Regions from separate parts of the Rattus norvegicus genome. Here region 1 is linked to region 2. A link is a contact called in public Hi-C data. All regions are on one chromosome and are shown on one strand. Each heading gives the region's core, a stretch centred on a gene start, on an enhancer-like site or on the middle of the called end of the contact. The rest is flanking DNA. Distances are from core to core; before and after follow the strand shown.

Region 1 (2,713 bases), core at 81-2,580, 72 kb before region 2:
TTAAAAAGAAGTGACTCGCAGTGAAGTAGCTAGCTAGAAACAACAGGGTTAATTAACTTTCCCTGATACATTCCTGAAAAGAATGTCTATTGATTCTTTCAACATGGTGTCCTTTTAAAACAGTTTGCCCCTTGCCAACCAAGCAAATGACCACTTACAGTCACGGATCCACCTTAAACTCCTCAGACCGCGGAATCTGACTTCTTGCTTCCTCCTCATGCTAGTATCAAAAGGTTATGGCCTTGATGATTCCGATTCCAACAACAACAGTACATTAAGGATTGCCTAAATCACCGCAGGCTGCCCGCACATTTTCTTATAAAAACATTTCATTTGCTTAGTCTGTTGGCGGTATAAACCTGCAAGGCCGAGGCTTTAGGAGTTCAAGGCCAGCCTTGGCAACATTGCGAGTTTGAGATCGGCCTTGACTACAGGAGACCTTGGATCTAGGGGAAGGGCAGGACATTACCGAAGGGACTAAAAATCATTCAGGGATTCTAGGGAGGAAGAGAAATCCATCTAAGAAAACCAAATGTGGTTTTCTGAAAAGGAGGAACCGAGGCGTTACTGTAAGAGGGTTTGTTTGCTATTCTCTCTTTAGGGGAGGCTTGAAGGATTACCCAAAGAAACCATCTTCACAGTAAAATATGGCTACCTTTCCCACCCTTTCGAGATCCTGCTGGGGTTTCAGAACTGATGGTGACCAAGGATACAGCGTGGCCATTTTTGTGTGCTTGGTGCTCAGCCTTTAGAAGAGTTTATAAACGTAACACGTCCCTAGCTGAAGGCATTCACACCCTAATCCGCCAGCTGTTGCAGGACTAGAGTGAGCGGATTACACCGCTGAGTCTAACAGGCAGTTGAGAAGGCGGACTGAAAGTTCCCTGCGGACAGGAGCCAAGTTAGTTGCGTCCCCTGTCACCTCCTTAAGCTTCGCCGAGATGCCAGAGCCAGACACCCTTAGGCACCTAGGCAGTTCTTATGCAGATCCGTGAAGAGTAGCCATGACTCTGCCCCCAGAACTGACAATGGCCTTGAAAGTCCACAATGTCCCCGAGAAGAGCTAGTTGGTTTTCCTTTCCAAGATTTCCTGCCGACCTGGGAGAGGCCAAAATCGGTTTCAGCTCTTCTCACCCCCAGCCTCTCTGAAACGGCTGATTTCGGGGTGGAAGGGGGGTGGGGAGAATCGGGGGCAGTAGGGCGTCCCCCCACCCGCCCCCTGCCGGGACCCCTCGAGCCCAGTGCAGGGGAAGGTGACCAGGAGGGGGAGAGCTAGCCCGCACGTGCAGCGCCCAGGGGAGGAGGCTGGGCCAGCGCAGCGCTTAGTCAGCAGCTGGGCTCGGTTTTGAAACAAAAGCCAATGTCCTCCCTCGGAGTCCGCGACCGGTCAGTTCCTAGGGGGAAGAAAGCTATGCTGCCCAGCCGGTTAGTGGCCCAACTTACTTTTCCTGAGCCCAGGATTGAGGGCCAGCGGATGTTCGGGAGTGGGTGGGATGCTGCGGGGAGGGGGCGCGGGACAGCTCGCACACACCCTGCCCTGCTCTGTTCTCCGCTTGGCCCAAGGCCGGATCCCCAGGATGCGGGACACACGCTGGTCCCAACCAAGCGCCCTGGAGCCCAGGCCCCTCCGGTGTGCGTGCAGCCGCGGCACCTTCGCCACCTCGCGTCCCACAGTTCAGACACACAAGGCCCTGGTTTCATGAATGAAATCCAATCGTGTGGTTATAAATAGCCGCCAAGGCTGCTCACGTCACGGTGGAGAGAGAGGGAGCGATCGGAGGCCGCCACCGCGTTGCTTGCTCCGTGCTGGGGCGCAGGGTTCCGCCCGGTGCCCCGCCTGGCGGGGGAAGGGGGCGGGAGGAGGGCAGGGCTGGCGGCAATAGCGACCTGGGGACGAGTCCCGTGGCCTGCGCCGGGACGCGGACGCGGCCGGGCGCGGCTGGGCCATGCTGCCTTTGTGCCACGCCGGGCGGGTGGCGCGCGGTGCGCAGGGTCCCGGCGTCCCCGCGAGCGCGCGCGGCGGGGGCCGCTGCTGAGCGGCGGAGGGAGCCGGGTCTCGCTCGGCTGCAGGGTAGGTGGCTGTGTCTTGCAGAGAGCCCCAGTGAACAGCGGAGCGCTCCACCAGCTCCCGGTCGCCCCGAGGGTGGCAGGTGGGGACCCTGGCCCAGGGGCTCCCCCTACCCCAGCCGACGTTTGCGGGAGTGAGCTGAAGGGATGCGGGGGACAGTCCCCTCACGGAGGAGTGAGCCAAAGAGATGTGGAGGAGCACCCGCCCCAGCCGCACCCCTAACTTGTAGCGGCTGAGAACACGTACAACAGGCACCTTAGCAGGCCGGCTGCACCAGGGCGGGTGCTGCCGCGCCCCCGGGAAAGGCGCCTTTTCCTCGAAGGACTCTGGTGGGGAATTCGGGACGCGAGAAGCGGGGGTGTTCTGATCCCTTGGGTGCTTACCCTGCCCCAAGCAGTGCCTTTGGGTCCACGATGACGCCCCTTGCCCTCCCCTCCCTTCCCCCCCAAGCCCTGTGTCTAGGGAGTCTGTTGTGAGTTGCTGTGCCAACAGTACACGCTACCTGTGAGGGGTTTGCACACACCTGAACTTATGTTTTCAGCTTCAGGTTACTAGGTTCATAGCCCAGGTGGTAGGGGGACATATGCAGAAGAGACCCACACTCACACCCACCCACCCCCCAAAAAAAGCAGAAGGAAGGCAGGA
Region 2 (2,700 bases), core at 149-2,648:
TACTGAGTGCGTGCGTACGTGCATTTTCTTTTCTGCCTGTGGAGTTTGGCTTCCTTTTCTCAGTGCTAAGTCTTAGGTCAGGGTGTTTAAATGGACATTTCCCAATCACAGAGGAGGAGGTGGCCCGAACTATAGCAGGTGTTGCTCAGTCCAGCCAAGTGTGGTCAAAGGTAATCGCTCCATTCATGGGGAGAAGGTAGGCTGGGACTTGGACCAGCCAAGTCCCTCTGGCTTGACACTTGACAAGTACTTGTTGCATGATCCCAAGTCCCTCAACTATCTCCAAGCAGCAGATTCCCAGCATTCAAAGGCGCGTGAGAGAAACAGACATAAACACAGATTCCGAAAGCCCGACCTAAAAACCCATTCAATGAGGGCCGATAATGCATTGCAGTAGAAACCCCCAAGGCTTCATCGGAACTAGCCGTCGAAAATTAGAAGTTGAAGGTCTTGGGACACCCCACCCCCACCCCCAGTTTAGGACTGGTTTCTCTCCATAAGTACGCTTCATAGAAGAAATTGAATAGGCCCAGAATGCCCTACTGGACCGTTCAACTGGGAGTAAAGATGTGACCTTCTGCCACCTTCCCTCCTGGCCCCTCCCCACCTGCCTTCCCACCCGTGCCAGGCTGTAGTGTGACTACTAAGCCCGGACAAACCCAGACAGGAAGTAAGCATGGTGTCTTTGTCTTAGCCTATCCTTTAGCCCCTAACCCAGAGAGGATTTCAGTTAGTGGAAACCCTGGTCTATTGCTGCAGTTGCTGACTCCCTGTGGCCCGTTTGGCCGCCAAAGACTGTCATGGAGCTCAAATCAAGGAAGCAAGTCATGCAGCCCGTTCCCTGAGCTATCGCAGATCCCCACCCAGTACCCCACTGCCCCAATCCTAAACTCGAGTCAAACTGAACACACAGAGAAGCTGGAAGGACCAGCCTCCAACCATCTTCAAGATTGGGTTTGTAGGTTCTTTCTCCCTGGAGTGGCTTTCACAGGGTGACTAGCCAAGCCTCAGAAGAACCATGCTGTCTTTCCCAAGTTCCTGATTAGCCCAAGAAACATACAGGATGCATGAAAGGGGCAAGGGTATCCTGCCAGATCTGAGAAGATATGGGGGGAATGGACAGTCTGGTTTGGGGACATCAGCTGTCACCTCCCCAGGCTCAGGAAAGCTGGGGAGCATTCAGATTCCCCCACCTTACCCAGATGGCCGTCCTTACACAAGCAGAGGGCAGGTACAGGACGGCCACTGCACGCTGCCTTCTCCTCTTTCCATCTTTGGCCCCAGCAAGCTGAGCTCTGACATGTGACACGGAGGATTCCATTGCTAAGGCTCTGTAAACAGAGATGACATCGTTTCCATCTGCTGCCGGCTGGTACCTTCCAGAGGGCATGCTTGTTCACCTATCGCCAGAGGGCCAAGGGGGCAGGCAGGGCAGGAGAGCCCGGCATACTCGAAAGTCTTCAGTGCGATATGGAGTTTGTTTTGGGGACCGTCTATCTCAGGAGGGAGCAAGGGGAGGGTACATGAACACTGTATATGGCTGACATCAGAGCCATAGTCCAAGTCAAAACCCTGAGGTCCAAACGAGTTTTCCTGTATTACAGACCTGTATCTCCCTCCACTCTCTCTTCCGCACTCATAATGCTCCTAGTTTCTTTGACTTAGTTTTTGTAACATTTATTGCCCATGCGCATGCGTGCGTGCGTCCCTGCGTGCATGTGTGTGCGTGCGCGCGCATGCGCGCATGCCATACCTTGCCTTTGGGAGTCAGCCGAATTGCAGGGGTCAGGCCTCTTCTTCCAATACAGGGTCCTAGAGATCAAACTCAGTTATCAGGTTTGGCAGCAAGCGCCTTGACCTGCTAAGCCATACCACTGGCCCATTGCCTTGCTTCAGCAAACAGAGACTGACCCCAATCTGGTCCCCTTCCTGCAGTTTCACAATGCCAACCAGCTAGCCGCCTGGTGTTTACATCACATCTGCACCAACTACAACAGCGTCTGTTCCAAGTTCCGCAAGGAAATCAAATCCAAGTCAGCAGGTAAGAGTGTGTGTGCAAGCTCCCTGCCACTCATCCCTTGCCCTTTCTAAATAAACCCTTGGGAGGGACCAGACTCGGTGGACACTGCATGGTCAGTTCCCTTTGAGTGTGCGGTAGTCACATATTCAAGTGACGGACCCAGAGAATTTGTGGTTGGGGGATCTCTTTGCAAGATGTCTTACAGAAGAGGGGAGTGGAATCAAGGGTACCCTGCCTCAGAGCATGCCAAAATGAGCCCCCCCCCTTATTTAGGGGTGCATAGCCAGGGTCAAGCTCCAACTCTGGAGAAAATCAAGTGGTTTGGGGTCTGCGTGCCCAGTATAGATCCTCCATGTTAGACTTCAGTGTCAGCATCTGTGGTGAGCCTTGTCAGCCATGTTGGGAGGTTTATGAGTAGCGTAAAGCAGGACTTAGCATCCCGGACAGTCTTTGGTCAGCAGGAATCACAGACAGTATTTCGCCCCTCCCTCCGTCCAGACAACCAGGAGTACTTTGAACGCCACCGCTGGCCCCCTGTGTGGTACCTTAAGGAGGAAGACCACTACCAGCGTGTGAAGAGGGAACGAGAGAAAGAGGACCTGGCGCTGAACAAGCACCATTCGAGGAGAAAGTGGTGTTTCTGGCATCCGTCCCCAGCCGTGGCCTGAGGAGGAGGGAGA

The links. A called contact is a pair of places that touch in the nucleus more often than the background predicts.
Region 1: a contact with region 2 is called in a Hi-C map of hepatocytes, with 2.3 times the contacts expected there. The contact joins the promoter of Rhobtb1 here to the enhancer-like site in region 2. A contact is called at or near these places in 3 of 12 Hi-C or Micro-C datasets (hepatocytes, kidney and liver).

What each region holds. Positions count from the first base shown.
Region 1 is chr20:19,400,674-19,403,386 of GRCr8, reverse strand. It overlaps Rhobtb1 (Rho-related BTB domain containing 1), which reads left to right and starts at 1,330. Exons shown (of 11, transcript NM_001107622.2): 1 at 1,330-2,071.
Region 2 is chr20:19,328,304-19,331,003 of GRCr8, reverse strand. It overlaps Rhobtb1 (Rho-related BTB domain containing 1), which reads left to right. Exons shown (of 11, transcript NM_001107622.2): 10 at 1,936-2,041; 11 at 2,519-2,700. The coding sequence ends at 2,688. Among named protein-coding and RNA genes, the nearest start is that of Cdk1, 64 kb to the right of the region's middle. Within about 2 kb of position 1,398, at least 5 of the 93 cell types and tissues checked have an H3K27ac peak or open chromatin away from gene starts, as enhancers often do. A contact at or near this core is called in hepatocytes and liver, where this site is marked.